Regions from separate parts of the Rattus norvegicus genome. Here region 1 is linked to region 2. Evidence: chromatin contacts called from public Hi-C data. All regions are on one chromosome and are shown on one strand. Each heading gives the region's core, a stretch centred on a gene start, on an enhancer-like site or on the middle of the called end of the contact. The rest is flanking DNA. Distances are from core to core; before and after follow the strand shown.

The links. Hi-C and Micro-C count contacts between places; a contact is called where the count stands out from the background.
Region 1: a Hi-C map of Schwann cells shows a contact between it and region 2, with 4 times the contacts expected there. The contact joins the promoter of Mettl8 here to the promoter of Tlk1 in region 2. A contact is called at or near these places in 7 of 12 Hi-C or Micro-C datasets (the A7r5 cell line, Schwann cells, frontal cortex and 4 more) and 1 of 1 datasets of contacts at active chromatin or transcription factors (oligodendrocytes).

Annotation. Positions count from the first base shown.
Region 1 is chr3:76,265,340-76,272,637 of GRCr8, reverse strand. It overlaps Mettl8 (methyltransferase 8, tRNA N3-cytidine), which reads left to right and starts at 1,275. Exons shown (of 10, transcript NM_001399513.1): 1 at 1,275-1,492. Dcaf17 (DDB1 and CUL4 associated factor 17) reads right to left here and starts at 1,084. Exons shown (of 14, transcript NM_001398928.1): 1 at 746-1,084; 2 at 289-392. The coding sequence starts at 871.
Region 2 is chr3:76,030,254-76,037,107 of GRCr8, reverse strand. Tlk1 (tousled-like kinase 1) reads left to right here and starts at 2,049. Exons shown (of 20, transcript NM_001395018.1): 1 at 2,049-2,374. The coding sequence starts at 2,236.

The DNA of each region.
Region 1 (7,298 bases), core at 26-2,525, 240 kb before region 2:
TCGACTCTGATCTTTATACGGTATAAAACAGCAAATAGTGCTGAGAAACGTATTATTTCCCCTGTGCTATAATTTTGTGTGAAATAAGTATTTACAGAGACGAAACCGGTAACTTTAGACTTAATGAGTTTTTAAAATCACATGCATGTCCACCTAGTTTTATTATGGACTCATTTTTTTTTTTCATCTTCCTATTTCACTAAGCACTAAAGAAGCCACGTGGTTCTATAAAAACTACAGGTCAGGTGAATTACGGCAAAAAAAAAAAAATCATCACTAAGAATTTACCTGCTGACACAGCACCGGTAATTGTCAAAATATATTCTTCCTCTCTCATAGGCTATAGGTGACTTGGAATGAGTTGTCCAAACATTCTTAAATTTAGTACTCTCCTGAAAGATACAAAGAATTTCAGTTTAGGAAAGAACTCAGCCCCCTGCTATGGAACCATTTTAGGTGGGTAGTTTAAATCTACAGTTTTTAAGTACATTGGTTTTTTTCTTCTCCCTCCCATAGGTGTTGGTAACCTATGTTTTGAATAGATGGTTTGCAAGAAGGCAAAAGAAGCTTTTTAAAACTAGAGCCAGGCGGCGAACCTATGAGTAGTACCTATTTTCTAACACCCTAATTGCAGGATACGGATGCCCCTCCCCATGTATGACCCTCAAAGGGGAATCAGAGCGCGAAAAAACCGCTGCCCGGCAGGAGGTTGGACCCCGGGCACCCCGACTACGGCGGGCGTCACCTGGCACACCAGCGCCCGCAGGATGCCCAGGTTCGTCCTCTGCACCACGCCCGCGTCGCGTGTGTAGAAGCCCAGAGCACGGCGACTCAGCCTGGGGCACACATTGGCCTTCCGGGTCCGGCCCATGGAGGCTCGGGGTCCGCAGGGCCCTGGAGGGGCGCGCCCCTCACTTCCGCCAGGGGTGGCAGCCGCCACACCTGCGAGTCTCAAGGGAAGGCTGACGCCGGAGCACCGCACTGGGCACTCGGGACAGAGACCAAGAGGTAGCACCACAAGGGTTTGGAGCAAAGGAACAGAACCAACGGCGCCTTCCGGGCCCTTCCTTCTGCTCACGGGATTGCCGCTGCAACACGCAGTCCGCCGTAGCCACTCCCTCTCCCGGAAATGTAGTTCCCACGGTCTTTTTCCCCGCCCCCTGGCTTTTTCAGAACTACAATTTCCGTCAGGCAGAGCGAGGACTGGTTCGGGCCCCGCCCCGCCCCCAGTCCGCCTCTCCGGGCCCTTATTAGGCTGCGCTGTAGAGCTGCGCAGTGGGTAAGGTAGTCTTCCGGGCTGTACGCGGCTAAGTTGGAGAGACTTGGGGGCGCTGTGCAGCCGCTTGGTGGTGTAGCTTCTCCCGTGTGTCCTGCACCAAAGAAGCAGTCCCTTTCTGCCCTGGTGGTGGGACGCTTGCCAACCCCACCTTTACTCTACAAGGCTCTGGCCACGTGTCCAGAGGGGCGTTGTGTCCAGTGGGACCCTCCAAAGGTATGCCCCGTGGCTTTCCCTCATCAGCCTCACATGGGACGTAGTGGATGAGGTTGACTTACACATTTAGTTGTATAAACACTATGCTTGTGTGTTGTAATTAGTGGTGAAAGACGCTGGTTTTCCCACCAAAGTAGGATTGAATTTCTTTTTCCCAGAGGCCCGCCCTTGTGTGGCCAGCGGGGGACGCTGACTGGTTTTGTGGTAATTGCTGTTTTCTTCCTCCTTGCTTCCATTTTTTTCCCCCTTATAGGGAATAAAATATGAAATGTTTGCATTCTTATTGGATTGCCTAAGATAATCCAGGTTGACTTCTTTAAGTAAAAAATGACATTCTCTGTTAACTAGCTCAGCCTGCGTGTTCACGATTGCCAACATACTAAAAATTTCCGTAACCATATACCAAATGCCACCGGTTACCTCATTTAAAACCCCTTTAGTGTGGTGTCTGCAGCTCCCACATAGACTTGGCATGCCTCTCTGTGATCTTAAGTGCTTAAAGAACAAGTCAGTCATCACACCAGCTTTCTGATGGCCAGAGAAGTACAAGACCAGATGAGTTGCTGGGTCAGAATTTAACCGTTTAGTATAGTTTCGTTGCTTTAAAGGGAAAACTCTTATTACCCTTGATGCATTTCCTTCGGGATCTGGCTTTTTTGTTTGTTTGTTGGTTGGTTGTTTTGTTGGAGTTTTTTTCCCTAATATTTCATGACCTGCTCATAGCATAGGGTGGAGTGAGTGCTTTGCATATTTTTAGAAAGCTCTACAATCGTTAATTTGGTCATTCATGAATGCAGCTGTCACGGAAACGCTGGAACCCAGAAAAATATAGCTGGATTTTCTTTGGCTGAAGCGAAATGCAAATCATTGCTGAATTGCACTCATCATTTCTTTCTTGTCTTTCTGTGCTCTCCTACCATGGCTGAGCTTTGGTTTCTGGACTTATTTTTCACATGACTTCTAAAAGGCCACTATACTTGAATATTAAACCAAAAACAATAGCAAGGAGTGGGCCTGTTGTGATCGTACCCTCTGCTCATTCATCACTTCCACATGTTAAGTCCCAGCAGTGAGTTATTCAACAGCTGGACACAGACCACCCCTCAGACACGGTGGCCATCCCCCTCATCTGCTGCTCCACTGTAATTGTGCCCTCTTTCTTGGTTTGGATCAAAGCACCTCAGGTTTCTACCAGATCTAAATGCTTATCCTCCTGGAACTCTGAAAGCTTGAGAAGTCTGTTCACATGCTTCTCCTTTACTTACACTCTTAGCTGGGTGGTACTTCAAGGCCAGTTGCCTCTCAGTGTTTTTCAGGTTTTCCTGAGTGGCATCAAGCTTGGTCCCTAAGTCATCATAGTAAGTGGTTTCTTTCATCATGTTTGACAGCCAGTGAGCCGGGTGGTGCTGTGGGGGAGCAAGAAGGGACTGCACAATGTGCACAGCTTAGGCAGTCCCCATTCTTTCTTACCTAGCATTCTGTTTTTTGTTTTTGTTTTTTTCTTTTTTCGGAGCTGGGGACCGAACCCAGGGCCTTGCACTTGCTAGGCAAGTGCTCTACCACTGAGCTAAATCCCCAACCCCTTACCTAGCATTCTGGAACATACCCTTCCTGTGGAATTTATCTTACCACTGAGGTCCCCAAGGAGAGTCATTAGATTGTCTTTGCTTCTCCCACAACCAAGTACTTTTGATTCTATTTCTGTCCAGTCCTTTCATCTCAGTAGTCTCATGCCTTCCCATTTCTAGCACGTTATTAATTAGCCTTCTGATTGTTCTTTTCTGCCTACACTTGGAGACTCTCCCAACCTGCCACAGTTTTTGGAGAGCGATTTCACTAATGCGCAAAGCTGTCACATCATTCTTAGTGGCAACCTATTGCAGAACATCTCAAACCGGAATCTGACCTAGAGTCTTTCATTGTTAACGTATTTTTAGTATGTTAAATATATGCAAATATAAAGCCATATGTAAAGTCCTATGCAGCTCTTATAATAATCAGGCATTTGTAGATTAAATGAAGCGGAACTATATGACCAGTAAATTCAAGTGAACACTTATTCTTTGTGAACATTGATACTGTTTTGCTGGACTTTAAAAGTTCAGAAAGCAAATCTGTCCTCTCAGTCTTGGCTCACTTCTCTTACATTGAGACCTATATATATTTTTCTAGTGTTGCAGATTACTCAGTGTTCCCAGTCTTCATTTAATCCATGATGAGACTTTCCCTTGCTCCGGGTGCCTTGACTTTCCTTGCTCTTCACTGGGCAGCATCATTTACATGCAATAAGTGTCCTAGTTACTTTTCTATTGCTGTAATGAAACACCAAGACCAAAAGCAACTTGGGTCAGAAAGGGTTTATTTAGCTTATATACCCTGAATCACTTGTTCATTGACACCAAGGCAAGAACTCAAACCTTGACAGGAGCTGATGTAGAAGCCATGGAAGGGAGCTGCTTACTGGCTTGTTCCTCATGGATTGCTAATCCTGCTTTATTATAGAACACCAGGGCCACATACACTGGGCTGGTCCCTCCCCCATCAATCAGTAATTAGGAAAAAAGACCTACCAGCCTGCCTGCCTGCCTACAGCCTAAGGCTGTGACCCTATAATTCAATTCCTCGTGTTGTGGTGACCCCCAACAATGAAATTATTCTCACTGCTACTTCATAACCGTCACTTTGCTACTGTTGTGAATCTTAGTGTAAAATCTCTGTGTTTTCCGATGGTCTTCTTAGGCGACCCCTGTGAAAGGGTTGTTTGACGCCCAAAAGGGGTTTCAACCCACAGGTTAAGAATTGTCATTACAGAGTTATTTTCCTCTATTGAGGTTTTCTTCTCACAGTTGATAATAGTTTGTGTCAGATTGACAGAAGACTAGCCAGGGTTTGTTAATTACTCACATGCAGTTAGTTGGGCAATGCACCTGTAATCTTAAATGTGAGACCTGAAACCCAAAACAGCAGTCAGATAAAAGGTGGTCTGGGGACTACACACACAGATCCCTAAGGGGTCATAGAGGACCGATCAGAGCCCCTTAGTGTCCTGTACAGGACATGGTGCTATCCTTTCCTTGCTACATTCTCAGCGTGTCTCTTGACTGTCTTTCATGTTTGTTCCTGTTCTAATGTTTGTCTGCTTGCTCAAGCCTTTCTGTTTGAGATTTTCTTCAGAGCTCTCCCTGCAATCTTCCTTTCAGATATTATGCTCAGGACCCTTCCCAGATGGCATAGTCCTACTTGGACCCTTTCCCTGACCCCACTGGCTAAGCAGCCCTGACTATGTCCCCGTGATACTATGCATATGCTTGTGGCACTACATTGAGATAAGCTAGGCAGAAAAATGAGCTGGGGTATCGTTCTGCCTCTTTAGAACACTACTTAAAGCATGTACATATTGAATGAATGCATGAATGAATGAATGAATGAATGGCCTACAAAACTAATGTGTAGAGCCTATGATCAGCAGGTAAGTGCTTTTAGCATCAATGAAGACTTAGTCCCCTCTTACTCTTTAAATTAGTAGGAAGCTCCAGTAGAAAGGAGAAATACAAACACCTCTGAATTCTATCTTTAAAGCAGGTATTTTCCAGCTGGTCGTGGTACTACACACTTTTAGTGCTAGCACTCAGGAGGCAGAGGCAGATGGACCTCTAAGAGTTTGAGGCCAGCCTGGTCAACAGAGTGAGCTTCCAGACAGCTTAGGCAAAATAGTTAGATTCTGTCTTTAAAAAAAAGTAAGCTTTTTATATGTCGTAAGTTTATTTTTTTTTAAATATGTAGAAGGTAAAATAGTGTTAACAGATACAATTTACACTTACAGATTCTCTAGTTTGGGGAGCAAAAAAATGAATATTGGTTCTTTTTTGTTCCGCCCCCATTCTTTGTTTAACGTTAGCAAAATACATCTTATCCATGATATTTTAAAGATTAGAAAATGTGGATTTGGAGGTTAGGAAAATGCTTTCTGTTTATATGATTTGCTTTTTTGTTGTTGTTTTTTAAAAAAGTGATTTAACTAAATATTAAGCACTCAGGCTAGGCCATTGGAGGCCATTGTTCCACAGTTATTGTCCTCTGTCTGGGCTGGGACCTGTTTTGGCACAGGGTATAACAGTGATTGTGATCAGAGGATCAGCTAGAGCAGTTCTCAGCCTGTGGGTCATGAACCCTTTTGGGGTTGAACCACCTTTTTACAGGGGTCGCAAATCAGATACCCTGCACATCAGATATTTCACATTATGATTCATAACAGTAGCAAAATGGCAGTTATGAAGTAGCAATGGAGTACTTTGTGGTTGGGGGTCATCACACCATGAGGAGCTGTATTAAGGGTGGCAGCATTGGGAAGGTTGAGGACCACTGAGCTAGAGAGTACTCAGTGTTACACGTAATCATTATTGGTTGAAAACACAGATTTCTTAGGTAATAGAAATAAAGCTGGGAGCCCCACTTTAGCCGGAGTGGTCAGAGAAGGCCCCTCTAAAAGAGGAGCTTTCAACAGTCTCAGGAAAGAGAGGGCATTGTGACTCATGCTTGGAATCCCAGCACTCAAGAGGTTGAGGCACAAGAGCCCGTGTGAGTTTAAGGCTACCCTGGCTTAGAGAATGGCGCCGTGAGACCTGTCTCAAACAAAAGCAAGCACCCAGGCAAAGCGATGATCAATTACGGGATTCTTAAGGTTTGTTCTAAAATGTCCAGAACACTGGTTTAGCTCTTTTGTATACAGGAGGGAGATAAACTCAGAGAAGTAGGCAGGGACCAAGCCATGTCCAGCCTTTCAGGCTAAAGGAAGGAGTTTGAGTTAGTTCTGTTGAGACAGAAAGCCACAAGAGGCTTTGAGGAGGTGGGTAGTATGTTGTAGTTTGTTTTAATGACGTCTGTTTGGCTTTAGTGTGAAGACTGCACTGGTAGACCCAGCTTCTTAAACTGGATTCCACCTATTACGGGATCACATGTCTGAGTGTGGGGGCCACCAGAAACTTGGCAATAGTAAAAGGTTTCTGAATGCACAACCAAGAATTAATTAGAAAATCAAATGCGTGTTGAATCTGACGGGTTTCTGGCAGTACTTGTGTACGTTACAGCCTTAGTTCTGAACACACAGAGTACACACTTTACACTACACAGGCTGTTACACCACAGAACACACTTCCTGAAAACATTAGTTCAGATGCAAGGCTATCGTGTACTGTGAATTGCAGTGTTTGGAATGTCTATACAAGCTCTTCTGTTCATAATGGTTTAAATATGGAAAACAAGGACTCTTTGTATTTCCCTACCATCATGCCTCAGCATGTGAGGATCAAATTATTATATCCTTAGACTATTCGGACTTAGAACATTTGACTTAAAACTTGCCGTTCGGGTTGCAGACTTGAGTTTCATAAATTGTGAAATGAGTTTTGGCTTGTGATTAGGGCAGAATTTCCAACAATATCTGAGAAGGTCCTAAAGATGCCTCCTGCCAGTTTGTACTAGGAATTTATGCAAAGTAGTATTCTCAGCAGTGATAATTACAAAGTCTGTCAACTCTGGAAAAAAACTTTGAAGATGGTCTACATCTTATAATATCACTCGGCTAAGATTTAGTTCTTTCTTATTAATTTATTTGTGTGTGTAGCATGTGCATGCATGTGCATGTGCAAATGTGTGTGCACATTTATGAGTGTGCATGTTTTTTCTCCCTAATTACCTTTAAGGCGGGGTCTCTCATTGAACCCAGTGCTCACCTATGACAGTCTGTCCATTTCTGCTCCCACTTTGCTGGGCACAACAGATATGCACAACCATACCTTGCATTTTT
Region 2 (6,854 bases), core at 800-3,299:
TTGCTATAGATGGGAAAGTTGAAATAAGGATTTTTTTAAATAGTTGTTGACATTAATGTCAGTTCTCGTAACTTCCTTCCTGCCCTGTGCTCTTTATGATATGACTTGCAAACTGAGCTTACTCTTAAAAGAAAGAGGGGGGGGGGTAGAGGGCTTGCCTAGCTCCTATGAAGCACTAGGCTTGATCTCCAGCATACAGAAGAGCAAGCAAACAGTATCCGTATATATCATATGAAGTCATACATAGGTACACAACCATGAGATGGACGATGTATATCCATCATCTAAAGGCTTGCACATGAGTGTTCATGGAACTAATATAGCAAAAGGGGGGGAATGCAAATGTCTATCAATAGTTTAAGGGACAAGGTGTGATATATTCATACAAGAGAATGCAACCATATGGCTATTAAAATAATTATGTCCAGGGAAACCATTTTATATCCAGAATAAACACTGGACGCTTCATCTAAAATTCAGGAAAATCCAAATTACTCTGTAGCATGGAAAGCAGAAGTGTGGTTCTGAGGGGGATGGAGGTAGAGCATGGAGGAACCTCAAAGGGGTAGGTGGACGGGAGCTGGGTGGGCAATAGATGTTTGCTACTGATTGTACAGGGGGCTTCAGAGCTGTGTACACCCTAGCGTGGGACCCAAAGCCACGCACTTTACAGTGAGCCCATTCATTGTCAATAACGTTCGTTGTTCAATGTGTGACAGTTCTTAGGTTTCAAAAGCAGAATGTGACTGAGAACAGAAGAATCTGAAGCACAGGGACACTCCAGTGACTTCTGGCATAGCTGACAACCAAGGCTCTAATGATAGTTTATCTGAAGAAAACATTACTATGAGAAATGCAAAGTCATAAAAATAAAAAATAGAAATGACATTTTTGTTCCCCTGGTAATCATGTCATTTCCTTATGCCGGCACAGTTGCTCTATAGCATAATCTTTTCAGTGTTCTATTCAATTTGGTTGTTTAAAGAGAGCAATAACCTTGCCGTATTTTTCCTGGACTACTAGACTGTTCTTTTATGAACAAGATGGCCAATCGCTGGTGTGTGTACGTGGGCGTGCAGAAAGCTACGCTCTATCTATAAATTTTAACAAATACTGTAATTTGTTTGGGAAATTCGACGTCAATACTCAACAGCGGCACCAGAAACTGGAAATTTCTAGAAACCATACCTTCAAGATGAACACTATAGTTTTTTTTGAAATGTGAATTCAGTAGTCAATATTTTCTATTTAGATTTTCCACTTCTGTGAAAACAAAGAACAGCTCTACTATACACATGGGCTACCCCACCGGTAGGATTTCTCAATTCCTTTGATAGATTGTTTTTAAGGAAAGTTTTATTTTCTTAGGGTTTTTTTTTTTTTTTCTTTTCTAAATTCCGTGACGACTCCTGTTCTGCAGACCTGTAAGTGCACACTGTTGTTGGTTTTTTTGTTTTTTTGTTTTTTTGGTTTTTTTTTTTTTTTTTTTTTCCTTTTTCCTTCTGAGGGGCAAGAGGCAACTCTCAACTTTTCAGTTCCATTTTGAGACTCCGGAGCCGGGCGAGAGCAGAGGCGTCTCGGGCAGGCTGGGTGTGGGGCGCGCTTCGGAGCAGGCGCGCCGCGGCGAGGGGGAGGCAGGTGGCAGCGGGGGCGCGCCTCCCTCCGGCCGGCCCCGCGCACGCGACTCGTCTCCCCGCGCCTCCCTGCGCGCTCGCGCCCTCCCCGCCCTCGCCCCGCCCGGGCAGGGCCCTCCCCCTCCCCCCTGCCGGCCCCGCGGCCGCCGCCGCCGCCGCCGCCGCTACCGGAGGCGCAGGAGCCTCGCGATAGTGTTTGCATTGGCGGCGCGTGACGCCGCCGCCGCCGCCGCCCGTAACTGATGCAGAGGTTACCCCGCCGCCTCAGCCGCTACCCACCGCCCGCCGCCGCCCGGGCGACGCCGGGGCCCGACGCACTGCAGAGGTGCCGGCAGGTTCCGCCCGCGGAAGTGGCCTCGGTCGGCGCGGTCCGCGCTCCGCCCGCGCTCCGGCCCCGGCCCCGCGGCCCCGGCCACTTGCCTCCCCTCAGCGCTGCCCTCCCCGCCTGCCCTCCGCCCGGCGCGCTCCCTCGGCGGCGCGGCGCTCCCCTCCCAGCCCTCGCGCCCGCGCTCGCCCTCAGCGCGGCCCCCGCCATGACGGAGGCGGGTGCCGGTGCCGCCGCCGTCGCAGGGGGGGAGTCGGGCTCCCAGAAAGTAGCTTGATGAGTGTCCAAAGTAGCAGTGGAAGTTTGGAGGGGCCGCCATCTTGGTCCCGGCTCTCCACGTCTCCAACCCCAGGCTCGGCGGCAGCGGCCAGGTCCCTGCTGAATCACACGCCGCCATCCGGGAGGCCCAGGGAAGGTAAGCGCCACCGCGCCCTCCCGCGGGCTCCCTCGGCCCGCGCGGACCCCGGGCTGGGGTGGGGGATGGCGGTTCGCGGGCGGGAGGCCTGCCCTTGCTCCCTGAGCCTCCCGGCCTTGGGGCTCGGATGGGATTGCCCTCGCGGTGCAGCCTTGGCGCGCGAGCCCCCTCCCCTAGTCCGCACTCCTCCCATAGAGGCGGTCCCCGCGCCGCAAGCCCGACCGCCGGGACCGGTAGGATGCCCCTCGCCCGCCGCCAGCGTGCTCCGGGCTGCCTCGGGTCCGATTCGGATCCCCAGCGCGGCCCCTAGAGCGATCCCAACGGCAGACCGACTCGTGGGCAAGGCAGCTCGTGCCACCCCTCCAGATGGTTGCAACTTTCCTTCCTTCGCCATCGACTCCTGCGTGTTTGTACGTTATGCTCGTGGGTGCAAGTAGGCTCGTGTTCCTCTCTGCCAGGGGTGGTGGGGTTTTATGGAAATTCTTGCTTGAAGGTTCCTGCAAAACACGCACCGAGATCGGTTACAATTGTTTTCTAAGTTTTCTGGCTCCTTGCATGCAAGTGTTCTGCCACCAGATGTAGCAGTCACACAGCCAGTAAGGCACCTAGTGCTTTTGACTAAAAAATGAACTTGCTGCATTTAACTTTAAGTATACTCCATAAAATGGAATGTGGGAGAATACTCGTTTACCAGGAAAGAATAAATTTGCATCGGATCTTTTCTAACTCGCTTTTGTCTGGAAAATGCGTAGCTTAATTCGTTAGCAATCGGTAAATGGGTTGTTCGCTCCCGGTTGTCTCGCACAAGGAGATTATCAGCACCTTTAAAAAGAGGAGAAGAAAACGTTTGGAAGTCCAGCAGTCTAGTAAATCTCGTAAAGAAATTTAGACCTTATATTTATGAGTCATTAGGATTATTGTAATTTGAAAATATGTCTATACTTATTATCCATAACCTTGATAATTGCTAATCAAATATTTCTTGCCCGGATCCAGTGGTTGAGACATAGCATTCTTTGTCATTTTGTTCCCGTGAGCATGTGTGAAAGTGACAATAGGCTCAAAGATTGACGTGAATATGCTCTAGAAAATTCATGGGAAGATTTGATTTATGGCATCCATTAAACATGCCGAATACATTGACAGACATTTTCCCCTTTCATCTCACCCTGACACTGATTTTTCATTAATGGAAGATAAGAGCTTATTTATTGAGTGACTTAAATTAATCCGAGTTTTCCTTCTGTGCTTGAAAATTTATGTTTGTGTACATGTATAAACTTGAAAATTTGTAAGGAAATTGTTTAAAGTGCGTTTTGTAAATAGGGCAGTTGGTGCTTGTAGCTGTTTCCACTTTGTAGTTTCATTAAGATGCCTAATGATAGTGTGAGTTTCGAAACACTATCTTGGTTTCTAGAGTCCTATACCTTTGAAAAAAATAATTCCTCATTGATTTCTCAAGTGTTTATTGAGCCATTACTATGAGCCAGGACCCGTATGTGATAATCTGCTGAGTGCATGTTGTTGGTTTAACAGTTGACTTCTGTTATCAGTCCTGAGAATTTGGCAGCCACCAAATTCAGATGGAGTTTCTAAGGAAGGTCAGCCCGTAGCTAATTTTACCATCCTAGGTGTGCTGTTCTGCACCCTCCCTGATGAGGAAAAATTCTGAGTGGTTTGAATAATTTAATTCAAACTTCCAAATAACCAGAAATCCTGCTCCCCTCCCTCAGCAGTTTTTTTTTTTTTTTTAAATTGGGTTTTGTTTTTTGTTGTTAGCCTAAAATAGTGAGTCCTAGTTAGTACTTGAAACCATGGGATATGCTCTTGTGAAAGTTACACTTGACACCAAATTTTCCTTCCTTTTCTGCTTTCCTGTAGAACCTTAAAGTGGGCCAGCGTGCTGTACTACAAGGCTACACCCCAGCCCTCATAATTACAAGGTCATTTCTTTTTTACTAACCATGCAAATTAAAACTCTTAACCAACTCCCAACCCCCATTCATTTTGAGGCTTGGCACCATGTTCTTAAATTTTACCATTGTCTACAGGAATTATCTATTGGAAGTCCCCAAGGATCAAGATGAAGATGTTTATCATTGAGTGGAGTCCCAGCTTTTGTTACAGGAGTTTAGTATCTTTTGCAGCTATATGTGTTAATATGCTGCATAAACTTAAGTTTAGGAACTTTCTGACTTCAAGGGAGGACTAGTGAGGACTAAGAAATGCTGATGGAAATTGATTGGCAGCATTGAGTGACTGTGTCAAGAAGAGTCTAAGCTTTGTTTCTTGAAAACCTGAACCAAATTAACTTGCAATCACAGAAAAATGTTTAGTTCCAAAGATGTTTAGGTACATGTATGTTTATGAACTCTTTTGTCAGTTAGTTATCTTTAAAATTTAAATTTCATGTATATGAGTGTTTTGTCTGCATTTATGCATATAGCCCATATGCATGCCTCGTGCCCAGGAGCTCAGAAGAGGGTTTTGGATCCCCTGGAACAGGTCTTAGAGAGGGTTGTAAGTTGCGGTGTGAGTGCTCTGTAAGAGCAGCAAGGATGTGCACAGCCACGTCTTGAGCCCTCCGTGAACTTCTTTTAAGTGAATTAAACATTGAAAGAGGTTAAAGATACGCCATACATGTCTGTAAAAGTTATCTTGAAGATTAAAGGTGTGAGATAACCTTCAGTATTTTTAAGAGGCATGTAGATAGATTGTTTTCTTTGCTCTGAGTCCAGATTTTTTCTTGTTTTGTTTATTAATTTGGAGGATTGCTCATACGTGCTCAGCAGGGTTTCTGCTGGATCTTTTGAACCTGTAATCTCCAACCCATTTTGTCGCCTATAATACTGTTATTAAGAGGTGGAGAGTTAGGCAGTTTAAGATTTCAGTTGGGCCTTAATCCCAGCCTTAATCCCAGCACTCTGGCGGTGAGGCTGAGCTGTTAGTCTACATAGTGAGTTCCAGGACAGCCAGGGCTACACAGAGAGATCCTGTCTCAAAGGACTACAACAAAAGAAAAGTGGGTGGAGGGGCAATTTCAAGGAAAGATCTGTTAAAATCTAGTAACCTAGATGGCTAAATAAACAGACTTCAGTTTTATACTTTGTTTTTTGCATGTTAACATATGGTTACTTTTTGAATTCATTATTGCTAAAAATCAAATGATTGTTCAAAATATTCTTTTCTCCTCAGTCTTGCTAGTTATAACTACTTTTTTGTGAATAATGAAAGTATTAGTGATGGACAGTATCACAGAGCAGCTAAGTTGCTGGTTTCAGACAAATTTCTGTGTTTGAAGACTGTGGTCCTTAGAAAAATAAGTGTTATTCTTCTAGGGAGATGTTAATAAGATGTGGGCTTGCAATTCCTTGAAATCACTAGCTAGAGGAGGACAGGGTGTGTATCTTTTAGGGTCTAACTTAAGAATCAGTATACATTAGAGCAAGAGAAAAGAAAACCTAGCCTAGAGGTCTGGAAATCTGAGAGATGCTATGCTTTTATAAACTTTTTGGTCTTAGCATTCCTTTATTTAACATTACTAAGGATCTCCAAAAGATCATTTTTATGTGAGTTATTTATTAATGCTTGCCGTATTAAAACTGAGAATTTCAAAAGTTTTAATTAATTTTAAATATAATAAGCTAGTTACATGTTAAGTGAAATTTTGTAAAAAAAATTACATTCTAAAATTGAAAAATTGAAAAAAAATAGCATAGTTAGTGGTATTTTATAGTTTTACATATGATTTCTTTTTGGCTTACTGGAAGAACAGCTGGAATTTGCTCCTGCTTTGTATCTGTTGTGATACGTTGTGATTGAGATGTATGAAGTACTTAGCCTTTTCAGAATGACTGTTCCCTGATAAGACACCAAAAACTACAAGTGGCAGAATTTTTTAAAAGGTTACTGGCAATGTGGACTACTTTATACTCTAAAACTACTCCCTAGAAAGTCACTGGGCCATATATTCAGCCTAGTGAAAGCTGAAGAATGGAAGACACATGGGAGACATATATTTCAGAAACATTAATGGAAAGTAGATTCATTCTCCTAGTCTAGAAAGAGCAGAGCTAGTTCAGCAAGGTGAAAAAAGCTAGTGCAAATTTTGAACAAGAACGGAAGAACTATGTAGCTGCTAAACCGCCGAGCTTGTCCAACAGTGGGAAGAAGCATTTAACTCTGAAGAATGCAGTGCAGACTACAGAGACATTTTCGTGGGGGAATTTAGACTCTTAGATTGGGTGCTCTTGGATTTAACATGATATGGTTCCATCTACTTTAAAAATATAAACATTCTGGCATCTTTTCTTTAAGAATCCCTAATTATAGTTAAACTGTACTCATATACTCTGAATGTTTCAGATGGTCTCAAGTCAGTAATATGATACTACTGTTGGTTTTATTATTATTCTGCATTTTGTTGTGATTTTCCTCTGAGGATTTTCTGGAGTCAACAGGATCAGTCTTGTTGAAATGT